Linked DNA regions of Sus scrofa: region 1 is linked to region 2. A link is a contact called in public HiChIP or PLAC-seq data. All regions are on one chromosome and are shown on one strand. Each heading gives the region's core, a stretch centred on a gene start, on an enhancer-like site or on the middle of the called end of the contact. The rest is flanking DNA. Distances are from core to core; before and after follow the strand shown. Region 1 overlaps LOC106508296 (a long non-coding RNA gene). Region 2 holds the start of CHST15 (carbohydrate sulfotransferase 15).

The links. HiChIP or PLAC-seq counts read pairs in DNA pulled down with a chosen protein or histone mark.
Region 1: an H3K27ac HiChIP or PLAC-seq map of alveolar macrophages shows a contact between it and region 2. The contact joins the enhancer-like site here to the promoter of CHST15 in region 2. A contact is called at or near these places in 5 of 47 Hi-C or Micro-C datasets (alveolar macrophages, heart right ventricle, liver and 1 more) and 2 of 2 datasets of contacts at active chromatin or transcription factors (alveolar macrophages and skeletal muscle).

Annotation. Positions count from the first base shown.
Region 1 is chr14:133,672,703-133,679,328 of Sscrofa11.1, forward strand. It overlaps LOC106508296 (a long non-coding RNA gene), which reads left to right. Exons shown (of 3, transcript XR_001305052.2): 2 at 31-113; 3 at 5,259-6,212. Among named protein-coding and RNA genes, the nearest start is that of CHST15, 130 kb to the left of the region's middle. Within about 2 kb of position 1,484, at least 4 of the 83 cell types and tissues checked have an H3K27ac peak or open chromatin away from gene starts, as enhancers often do. A contact at or near this core is called in alveolar macrophages, where this site is marked.
Region 2 is chr14:133,542,255-133,547,968 of Sscrofa11.1, forward strand. CHST15 (carbohydrate sulfotransferase 15) reads right to left here and starts at 2,517. Exons shown (of 8, transcript XM_005671541.3): 1 at 2,322-2,517.

The sequences.
Region 1 (6,626 bases), core at 234-2,733, 130 kb after region 2:
TAGCAGTTATTTATCTGTTTCTGTTACCAGGATCTGGGCTGTCTCCAACATTTTGATACAAGAGACGATGCTGCTAAGACTATTCTCCCACATCCCGAGGAGAAGAATTGCTGGTATGCAAGGTTTGAAAAGGCTCGACTTGACTAGACAGCGCCAAACTCTTTTCCAAAATAGCAAAATAATTTACCGGGGGGGGGGGGGGCGGAGTCCCAAAAGATTATACAAATTGTCTATATTAGCCTCTCAATTTTTCGGTTAATCTAAAACCGTTCTTTAAAAAAGTCTTTTTTAAAAAATTACACAGCATAATACCCTTTTTAAAGTTAAAAATATTTGAGGGGTTACTTTAGATGTGATAAAGTGAAAAGCAAGGAAATGATAGACCTCAGGTTTATGGAGTCAGTTCCCTTGGGTGGGGGAGGAGGGTTCCCGGAGGGGGGGTCCGGGGGGAGGTTCCGGGGGGGCGTCTAGGGGGAGGGGGCTCCAGGGGAAGAGCAGCGTGGCAGACAGTCCTCAGTGTCCAGCTTCCCGTTGGATGGTGATGAACTGGGGTGTATTAGATTAAAATAAAGCAAAGGAGGAAGCGAGGGAGGCAAGAGGAAGAGGGTCTTGGGGAGAGTTCTGGAAGGGTGTCATAAACGAGGATTATGTGTGATCCAATTCCGCACACCTGGGGCCCGTTAAACAGCAGGCGGGGAGGAATCTGACAGGCATTCGCGCTGGCTTGAGAGGGAGAACAGCTTTGTCAGGTGGGCAGTGTGGCATGTGCGAGGCCACCAGAGACCCAAAGGCCAGCCCCCCTGGCCAGGCCCACAGTGTCACCCATGGGCAGGGTCTGCCCCCTGAGCCCCGGCCAGGCAGCAGTTCTGCACTCAGCTGCCTGTTGGAGGGTCCGTCACCAGCCTTGCCTGCAGTGAGTTCTCTCCAAGCTCAGTGTTCTCATCTGCATAGTGGGGCGAAACAAGAACGATGGGGCATGTGAAGTGCTGACTCAGAGCAAGGATCCATCATCTCCCCCTCCTCATTCTGAGTGTGCATGAGTGTGCATGTGTCTGTGCACTTAGACTCCCAGGTCCTTGCCCTGGTACCTGTCTGGGACCCCACTCCTCCAGGCCAGGCCGAGATGCAGCCCGCCCCAGCCCAGGCTTGAGCAGGGAGCCCTGGCCCCGAACCCCCAGTGGGCTCTGAGGCGCGCACACCTTCCCTCTCCCCGTCACCACCCACCACCCCTCAGGACACACCCAGACCCTCCCTCATTCCTCTGGACTCCAGGGCCCCTGAGGAAATTTTGCTCTGATGTCATCAGCATTTCTCAAGCCACTTCCCCTCCCTGGCCTTCAGGGGCCCCCATCACCTCTGCCCTGGACACCCTCTCTGCCTGCTACCAGCCTCCAGCCCACCCTCGACTGAGTCATGAGTCTGACCCCATGACGCCCCTGCTCCAATCCTACAGGGGTCCCCCTTGTCGTTTGCAATGCAGCCCGAGTGACTCAGCTGCCATTCAAGGCCTTGACCTGCCTCCGGCTCCAGCCCCATCTGGCCTCACTCTGCCACATGCACCCAAAATCCAGTTCCAGCTTCTCCCCAGCACACCCCACTTCCTCATGGCGTGGTGGTCTGGCAGATGCAGTTCCCCTACGGGGATACCCTTCTTCCCCCAAAGAGCACATAGTTCCCCTTTAAGACTCGGGGGTGGAGTGGGGGGGGTAGTCCCCAGGTCCCTTTAGTTCAGTGCCATCCCCCCTTCACGTGCCCAGGAGGCTGCTCCATAGCAAGGATCTCTCCGCTAGACCATGAGCACCCTGTGGGCAGCACGCCCCCAAACCCCATCGCGTCCCAGTGCCGCCCTTGGAAGGCATTCGTCACATAAATGCACTACTTGTTCCTTTAAAGGGTAAGGACGTTTGACTCCCACCGCAATGATATTTTTCCTTTCCTGATTCAAAAGCTCACCCTGCCTGGGCGGAGGAAGGACAAGTGGAAAACATCTGTCTGGTGGGTCAACACTTGTGGGGATGAAGGATGGAAAGAAATCTGGCGTCTCCTGTTTACCATGGATGCTGAACTTGGAAAGAAAAAGTGCAGCCACAGCAGGATGCCTGAGTGGAGACAGCTGCCCCACTGGGGCCATCCCAGGGCTGACCCAGCAGATGGGGACTCGGGGGGACAGAGGCCTGCCGGCCCCTGGCCTTCTCTGGTCATGATGGGGAAGGACTGGTCCAGGCTGGCTGTTTGCTTAGACATGCTTTCTCTAAAGCCATGTCTTCACATTCCATCTTTCCAAGAGGGATGGAAAAAGGACTGTCTCGAAGCCTCTGCCTGGGGCAGTGTTCCTGTTGGTGGACCACTGTGTGCTTAAAAGAATAATAGGACATTTACATGGGGAAGGAGCCTGTCCTAAGATTACCTTGCGAGGAGAAAGACAGTGAAGACGATGTGGAGCCAAGAGGTCTGAGCCTGGACCTCCCATTATGGTGGGTGCCCATGAGCCCTCGGCCTGGGCAACACTGGCATCTTACGAATGGGGTTAGGCCAGTGCCTGTGAAATGATGAGCAGATGGAGCCAGGACTCCCCAGGATTGTGTCCTTCAAGGGCGGGCCTACATGGCCCCCAAAGGCCAGCCAACCTGTCCCTAAGTACCCCGATCCATGTCCCAACTGCCAGCCATCTTGGCCCCCAGGGCTCTCCGGCGAGCAGCTTCCTTCCCTCTCTGACCGTCTAGCGGCCTCTGGGGGCCTCCCCGCCTCACAGCTCTGTAGAGGGCAGGGCTAAGAAGGACTTAACACGAGCACTTGCAGGTCAACCCTGTCATTCTAGAGGTAGGAAAATGGTCCTTACCAGAGAGAGGCAGGACAGGCAGATCCAGAGAAGCAACATAATGATGGAAGCAAAGTTTGGGGGTGATGCAGGCCAGCCCCGCTCTTTGCCCAGAAGGTGTGGGGTATCCTTGCCCGCTCCAGGGCTCCCACCAGCTGCTGCAATGGCTTGAGGTTGAGAATTCCCGTGGCTCCCACCCCATCTGCCCACCTGCCCTCCTTCAAGTGGGTGATTCCTGAAACCAACCACATGGCAGCTTAAGTGCCTTTCCCGCCCTTCCCTCTTGGAGGACAGACTGTGAGGTCCCTGGTGTGGCTGGGACCTGCCCTGCCACCCTCCACGCCCCAACTTGCACCTACCCAGCAGCCCTTCCTGCTACCATGCCTGTGTAAGATCACTCCAGCCCCATCCTCGTGACTCCCAGACCCATCCCCTGCCTCGTGCCATTCTCCCAGCTGTGATTACGTGTCCCCTCCCATCCCATGGCACTCACACAGGCCCCTACATCGCAGCCTTCCCCCCCAGGGTGGTCCTGGACAGACGATCAGCCAATAATCACCAGACAACAGTCTCCAGCAGGAGGAGCTGACCCATCCCTGCCTGGACCCCTGGAGCCTGCATAGCTCCAGGCACGTAGTAGGTCCTTTGAAAGTTGCTGAATTAATGGCCATGCAAGATCAGATGTCCCTACTTGCCACCAGCCAGAATTCTTCCCACAAACCCTCGGACTCAATATGTGGTCCAGCGGTCCCCAGGGGGAGCTGTTTAAGAACTTCAGCCTCACGCCAGATCTGCTGAGTCAGAACCGAATTTCAAGAAAATCCAGATGGGGAGTTCCCATTGTGGCTCAGTGGATTAAGGACCCAACCTTGTTTCAGTAAGGCTGAAGTTTCAATCCCTGGCCTTACTCACTGGGTTAAGGATCTGGTATTGCTGTGGCTGTGGTGTAGGTCACAGGTGCAGCTCTGAGTCCGACCCTGGCCCTTGAACTTCCATAGGCCACAGGTATAGCCAGAAAGAGAAGGAAAAAAAAAAAAAAATCCAAATGATTGCTACTCCCAGTCAGGATGGAGAAGCTCTGCTGGAGGCAGCAGGGCCTCCTTGCAGGGCGGGAGGTGAGCCTGGGACATTTCGTCAACGGCCCAGACAGGGGAAGTGGGCCCAGGGTCACCCAGCAGAATGCTAGGCACTGGAGCCACAATCCTGGTTCAGGCCCCAAGTTCACTGGACATCTGGGGGAAATGACCCCCAGAGGAAGAATGGGAGGCTGCCCCCACCCCCCAGCTACTTGCCTCTTCTTCCTGGCTAGGACCTGTGCTATGGGCTCAGGGAGCTGGGAGCCCGTGTTGGGTGGGCCAGGGGTGGGGGGAGAGGGGGGCTCCACCTGCCTTCCGGGGGGAAGACTTGCTCAGGGCCAGAGGATGGAAGGGTACTGGGGGGATGGGGTGCTGGGGGGGCTTCTGCAGGAAGCACAGGCTGAGCACAGGCCATGAACAGAGTAGAGCCCTTTCTCTCCTCCATTGAGCCGGGGAACGTGCACCTGCAGCCCCTCAGCTGCAGGGCTCTGACCACAGGTTTCCAGGCCAAGCCGGATGCCCTCAGGCTCAGTGTGGTGGCTTCCTGTGTTTGTCCAACCAGGACACGGGCCCCTCACCGGGCAGCCTCATGGGGGCTGCATTGGAAAAAACAGCCCCGTGTTTCCCCCGATTCACACCCTCACTGTACTTCTGACTCTGGATGTGTGGGTTTTCCTGGATGATGTCCCATGATTCAATTCCATTCCAACACTAACCAGGGTTAGTCCATCCCCCAACACAGCCCCCACTTCAGAGGCCAGTTGCAGGTCCCAGGGGGTCACCCTTCTTAGGCCTCCTAACTAACAAACTATAAATCAGGGTTCCCACTGATTTAATACAAATCGGGCTTGACCACTTGCTAGGACAGCTCGCAGAACTCAGGGGAAGACATACTTATATTTACCAGTTTATTATATGATAAAGGGTATGATAAAGGATAGAGATGGACAGCCAAATGGAAGAGATGGAAAAGGTAAGATATGGGGCAAGGGGCGAGGAGCTTCCCTGCCTACTGGGTGCACCACTCCCCCTCGCCTCCACCTGTTCAACAACGCAGAAGCTCTCCAATCCTCTCGGTCCCCACTGGGAATTTGATGGAAGCTTCAGCAAGTAGACATGACTGATCATTAATCCAAACTCCATCTCCCCTCCCTTCCCTGGAGAAGGGGCATGGGGAGGGCTGAAAATCTCCAGCTTCTAACCATGGCTTGGTCTTTCTGGTGACCAGCTCCCATCCTAAAGCTGTGTACCGAGAGTCACTTCATTAGAACAAAAGACACTCCTTTCATCCAGGAAGTTCCAAGGGTTCTAGGAGCTGAGTGCCAGGAATCAGAGGCTGGGACCAATATACATGTTTTCTACAGTTTCACAGGTACATCACTCTCCCCTGACAGAAATCCAGCCCCTGTTGACCTCAGAGATGCCTGAATCCAGCCCTCTATGTACCAGAAGAGGCACTGAATGGGGACGGCCCTCAAGTCCTCCAACCTTCCCAAAGGACTTCAAGGAGCTTGCTGGTCCAGGACCAAGAGCAGCCCCAGGCTGGAGGACTGGCTCCACCACCTAACACCCTGGTGCCTCTGTTCCCTCATCTGTAAAGTGGGACTGAGGACAGCCCTGTCCTCATAGAGATTTATGGGAAAATTAAGTGAGACTTTCTTTTAATGCTTTGAACGGTGCCTGGTGGAGCATGCACTTCAAAATGCCACACTTCTCTGCTCCCACTCTCATCCTCATCAGCAGTTCTCTGGTTCCTAAACTGGCGTCCTCTCATCCCCCTGGACCCTGCAGCGGGAGCTAGGTCCCTGTGCTACCCTGTGGAATCGCGGTCTCTAAAGCAGCCCCCAGACACATCCTCTCCCCCTGGAAATCACGCCCTGAAGGGTGGGCTGATCTTAGGGACTCACTTCCATGACTGGGACTCAGCAGAAGGGAGGAGACATCACTTCAAGATTAGGTTATAGAAAGACTGAGGCTTCCACCTCACTCTCTCCCATCGCTTTCTCTAGGAGATGCTGCTGCCATGTCACCAGGTCACCGGACAGCATTGTAGGGAGGCCCCTGTGAATGACCACTCCACACCCCCCATCAAGTCTTAAAATAACTGCAGCCCCAGCCAACAGGCTGATGGATCCTATTGACGATTCCAGACCCTCAGAAACTGGAATATAATAAATGTGTGTGAGCAGATTTCCAAGATTTAGCACCACAAAAGGAAGTATCTCATTAATATTTTTATGTGGATTATATGTTGACATAATTTTTGAGTATGTGGAGTTAAATAAAATATATTATTAAAGATTAAAAAATAAAATAAATGTGTGAATAGACATGAACTTGGGTGTGCTTTGGTGCACAGAATAGATGACAGCCATAGCTCAGTGAGCTCCTACTTATCATTCAGGACCCAAGGGAAATGCCACCTCCTCCATGCAGCCTACCAAGGCACTTTGTATTCACCCCACAATCAGTTTCTCCCACTGGTTGTAAAGTCAGTTTACAGGACAAGCCTGCTCCCCCGGTGAGACTATGAACCCCTAGGGGGCAGGGACAGGTATTAACCATACCTGGATTCTCAGCTGGTCCTCAGTCAAAGTTTTTAAAAAATAAATAAATAAGTAACAAATTAAGCATGAACTGCCACCCAAAAGGCTTCCAACTTGAACACTTAGCCTCTGACTCAAGAGCTGCTTAGCTCGCTCCATCCTGCATCATGCTGGCCAGCTGGGGGC
Region 2 (5,714 bases), core at 1,267-3,766:
GCGGGAGGAGTGGGTCTCAGTCCTAATTTTGCCTCCTCCTTCTCCAATCTCCCTACTCGGGGCGGGGAGTCCAGCTGTCAACAGTCGGCCACCGAGCCCCTGCCTTCCGTCTACACCCGCCGCTCCAGTCGCGCCAGCTGACCCGGGGGCGCAGGGCGGACGCGGAACGTGGGCACCAGGACCGCGACGGGGCGGTCAAGCAGCCGCGCCCAGGACCGTGGCGGCTCCGAATCCTAAACACACACGCACACACACGCGCGCGCGCGCCGGCCAATCCGTTTGCCCGGAGGAGTCGGAAGGCGCTTCCCCAGCTCTTCATTCATTCCCCCAAAGGCGACGTTCTCGTCTTCCAGGCGCCTCCACCCCGCGATCCTGGGGGCTCCAAAGGAGCCAACTGCGCCACGACCCGCCCCCCATCCGCCCACAGCCACCGAGTCCTCTCCACCCGCACACGCAACCCAGCAGACTCGCGCTCCATCACGACCGGCAGCGTCGCCCCCGCGCAGGGCCGCTGCCACCCCGGCTCCCCACAGCTTCGCCGCCCCGCAGCCCCCGCAGCCCCGCCGCCGCTCCGCTCAGACCTGCAGCGCCCGGCTCGCCGCGCCCAGGCCGGCCGGGGACGCCGCCGCCGCCACCGCGAAGCGCCAGCTACTCCAAAGTCACGCCGCCTCTGGAGCTGCGGCCCGGCGCTGCGAGGGGGCAGTGGGCGGAGGGCGGACAGGAAGGAGGAGAGGGTGGGGAGCAAAAGTTCAGGCGGCTCGGGCCTCGCCGCGCCCCCGTCTCCTCCCAAGCCCGCCCCCGCGCCCCCACCCCCGGAAACCGGTCCCTCAGGCTTTGTCACCTGGGACCACCACCGCAATTTCCCCCCCCCCCCGCGATCTCCCCCAAGCAGCGGCGGAACAGAAGCCGGGGCGGGGAGGCGGCTCGGAGCCCGAGTCGGGGAGAGTGGCGGATGCACACCTACCTGCCCCAGGCGGCGCCTGGAAACTTCCCCGAAGTGCGCCGGGCAACAGAGCGCGTGGCTGGGGAATCCCCCCCACCCCCCACCCTACCCGCGCTCACACGGAGAAAGCACCGAGCTGTGGGTCCGTCTATCCTCCGCCTGCAGCGCGCCGCCCGGATTCCGACTCCTGGGGCTGTTCTCCTGCTCAGCCGGCTCGTGCGTGCCCCGGGGTGTGCGCCCCCCGCCGGCCTCCCGCGGTCCGCAGCGCCATCGCCCCACCATCGGGTCCCCGGTCCCCGAGCTCCGACCGCATTCTCCCGAGTCGAGGAGGGGGGCGTGCGAGCCCTGGCGCCGCCGCTGCCGCCGGGCAGCCCTTCCCGCGGGGTCCCCTGCGCGCGGGGCGCCCGGAGCGCGGGCAGCACCGGCGGCGAGAGGACGCCCTCCGCTGGGGGCCGAGGTTGCCTCGGGGAGACTGGGCCGAGGGTCGCGGGGCCCAAACCTGCCTCGGCTCCGCGCGCTCCCAAGTTCATTGTCTGCCTGGGCCGCCGCCGCCGCCACCGCGCCGGGAGCGCCACGGGGAGTGAGGCTGCGCGAAGCTTCCGCTGGCCGGGACTCCCTACGCCCAGCCCGGGCCGCCCCTGGCGCTGCCTGGCCGGAACGCGGAGGGGCGCCGGAGCCAGACACCCACCCGCGCCGCTTGTCGCCGCCCGGGCACCCAACTTGTACCTGAGAAGCCAGACTCCAGCCCGGGAGCCTCTGCGGCTCCAGCTCCGCGGGAGCGCGCCCAGCTCCGCGCCACGAGCCCCGCATCCAGGGCACGTCAACCTGACTCCCCAAGCGCAGGGAGGAAAAGTTTGGGAGTGACGTGCGGATGGCGAATGAAACATCCGAAGAGAGCCCTCCCCCCGCCCCATGTCTGTCGCGCGGACACACATCAGCTCGAGTCTGGAATGTGAGATCAAGGCGTGTGCGCCCAGCGGTGGGTTTGGTTCCCACCCCCTCCCCTTCCAAGTAAACACGGTTTGTGCGATGCGCTGATTCCAAATAGCAAAAGCAAACCGAAACCCCTAAGCCTGCCAGTGACACCCTGCCAGAGACATTTTTTTAAGGAACTTGGCGGTCTGGAGCCAGCCCATACATTGATATTCAAGGCCACGGAGCCGGTGGGTTCTGCGCCCTCTGTTGTATTTTTGCATCCTGAGAAGGCTCTCCCGGGTTCTTCAGCCTGTTTGCTTTCGGGGGGAGGGAAAGCTCAGCGAGACCTCAAGCCCAGCCGCTGTGGCCCCGGGGTGGCTGCTCCAGGAAACCACCCGGGCTGCCCGAGGTCAGGGAAGCGGCAGCAGTGGTCCTCTCTGGACCTTCGAATGCACATACATACCGTCAGTTAAAGAAAAGACACTTTGAATTCTGGAAGACTCAGCTCAAGAAGTGCTTAGAGCACTAAGATCCAGCCTCTGAGGAAACAGGTCCAAGGGACAGGAAAAAACCCTTGTCTTCAGTCACATGAGCCTTTTGCCTGCCGGTGTCCCCATGGCCACAGCCCAGCATCTTGTCCTCAAAGCAACCAAAGTGGAACTGAAAGTGCTCCGTTAAGTGTCAGATGCTGGCACACTGATGAGGGATGCTTCCTGAGGGTGTCTTTCCTCTCATCCTGGGGGGGAAAAAAAAAAAAAAACCAACCTGATTTTTATTGCTTGAGGCTTCATTCTCTCACCCCCCCCCCAAGAAACTATAACCCACCCTGAGGTCATAAACTTCTGCTCAGCATCCATGGCAACTAACGTAGAGGTCACAATCCGAGGATTATAACTGCAGATGGGAAGCTGGCATAAGAGGGGAATTCTTCAAAACTGTATCTTGTTTTCCTGCAAATAGTGCCTCTTACATAAAAACTACAAAGCAAGATTAATGCAGCAAAGAGACCAGCCGTAGAATCTCAGGCTAGATTGCTTTTTCCATATAGACTTCACTTGGTGGGGGTTTTTTGGTGGTGGTTCATTATTATTTTTTTTTAAACAAAAACCTTTTTCTGAAAATACAATGAGCTGCTTTTTGCAGGGCTCACAATTCCCAATAGATGATGATGCCATTTTTCAAGGTCTTACACACATCGTGGCTTTGGGGCTTATTTATTAGCTCCCAAGAAAAGCCTGCCTTTCAGTGAGGTTTATATACTCAAGTAATTGCATCGGGGGACACAGTGCAGGGTGCTGTTAAAGAGGATTGGCTGTGCGTGGGTCTGCAAGGAAGGCCCTGGGCCAGGCAGCTGTCAGACCGGAGTGTGCAAATGGGTTTAAACAAACACAGGGAAGGTTCTGTGGAAACTGAGGAGGAAATCCCCTCCTGTAAGGGTGTGTGGAACATTATTCCGAGGCCACACATACCTCTGTCTTTCCTCTCCCCCCTCCAAGTAAACACCTCCCTCCGCTGTGGAGATGGCACAGGGCCCACGCAGATCCCTTTCGGATTCAGGCATCAGAAATCATGGCTGATGCGGAACAAATTGTTTTCAAGTAACATCACGGAACCCCTTTGATATCAGTTCCACCAGGGACTTTCTAAAGGTATTTATACACATGCCTGAGGTTAACTGGAGGGCAATTTTCCCCCTCAGCATTAATTTCAAAAAATTACCCAAGAATTGCCCTTGCGTCTATTATTCTGGAGAATAAACACAAATGCCAGACAGGTGTGAAAAGTGGACGGATAGACAAATAGGTGTGTATCTGAGGCTGGTGCCAACATGATATTGGCAACTAATGGCTGAAAAAAATGCAGGGAATTTTAGGAAACAAAGAAATGTCTCCTCCCCACATGCACACTTAGGCCTCCATCCTTTTGGAATTATATTGTTGGATTTCACCTCCTACTCCTGATACCCACTAGCTGAGTGATCTCAAGCAAGTTGCTTCTCTTTCCTGTGCTTCAGTCTAGCACCTATAATAACCCCCGGAAGCAATAGATGGAATTATTGACCCCATGGGGGTATTGTACTTTACATCCCTTGACTTTGGACGTGGTCATGTGACTTGCTTTAGACCATGAGATTTATTTATTTATTTTTAGCTTTTCATTTTGACATTATTCAGACTCACAAAAAGTTGCAAAAATAGTACAGAGGCTTTCCAGTGTATCCTTCACCAGCTTCCTCTGATGATAACACTGTACAGAATTACAGGGCTTTGTCAAAATCAGGAAGTTGGTGCTGGTAAAATAAGACCCAAGTACATACAGCAGAAATTGACAGAACATTGCAAATCAACTATAATTTTTTTTTTTTTTTTTGTCTTTTTAGGGCCACTCCTGTGGCACATGGAGGTTCCCAGGCTAGGGGTTGAATGGAAGCTACAGCTGCCCGCCTCCACAACAGCCATGCCAGATCCGAGCCATGTCTGCGACCTACCCCACAGCTCACAGCAATGCTGGATCCTTAACTCACTGATGGAGGCCAGGGATCAAACCTGGGTCTCATGAATACTAGTCAGATTCGTTTCTGCTCAGCCATGATGGGAATTCCACCTATAATTTTAAAATTTAAAAAAAAATACTCAAGGGAGTTCTCATCCTGGCTCAGTGCTTAACGAATCTGACTAGCATCCAGGAGGACTCAGGTTCGATCCCTGGCCTTCATCAGTGGGTTAAGGATCCAGCCATTGCCACGAGCTGTGGTTGCAGACACGGCTCAGATCCTGCATTGCTGTAGCTGTGGTGTAGGCCAGCAGATACAGCTCTGACGTGACCCCTAGCCAGGGAACCTCCATATGCCTGCAAGTGTGGCTCTAAAAAGCAAAATAAATAAATAAATAAAATTAAAAATAAAAAACATTTTAAAAAGACAAGTATAGATCTTACTCAGATCTCCCAAGTTTTTTGGTTGTTTTTTTTTTTTTTTTTTTTTTTTTGACTTTTGTCTTTTTAGGGCCATACCCACGGCATATGGAGGTTCCCAGGCTAGGGGTCTAATCAGAGCTATAGCTGCCAGCCTACACCAGAGCCACAGCAATGCCAGATCTGAGCTGCATCTGCAACCTTCACCACAGCTCACAGCAATGCTGGATGCTTAACCCACTGAGCACGGCCAGGGATTGGACCTGCAACTTCATGGTTCCTGGTCAGATTTGTTTCTGCTGTGCCACGACAGGAACTCCAGATCTCACCAGTTTTTAAGTGTATTCTCTGTGTGTGTGTGTGTTTATATAACATCATACCACATGTATAGATTCTAGTAACTGACACCTCCATTAGGATACAGAACCATTTCGTCATTGCAAAGAAGCTCCTTGTGCTTTACCATAAAAGCCAGGCCCTTCCTCCAAACCTAACTCCTGCAGTTACCAATCTGTTCTCTGTTACTATAACTTTGTCACTTAGAGATTGCTGTACGAAGGAAATCCTCTGGTGTGTAACCCTTTGAGACTGACTGTCTTCACCCAGTATTATAGACAATGAGATTTTAAAGAATGTGACTGAATCAGAGGCTTGACATGTGTTGCAAGTCTAAGATTGCTCTCTTGTGCTTTGAATCCATAATGAGAACACATCCCAAGAAGCTGCTGCCTCTTGCAGCAAGGCTCTGGGATAAACACGTATGGAGCAGACCAGAACTCAGCTAACAGCCTAGAGTCAAGTTACCCCACCCGAAACTGGACTCAGAGCTGCCTCAGAGGACCTACAAACACATGAGCAAGGCGGAGAAAATGTTTGTTGTAAGTCACTGCATGTTGGAGTTTTTGTTACACAGCATTACTGTGGCAGTAGCTGACTGATACAT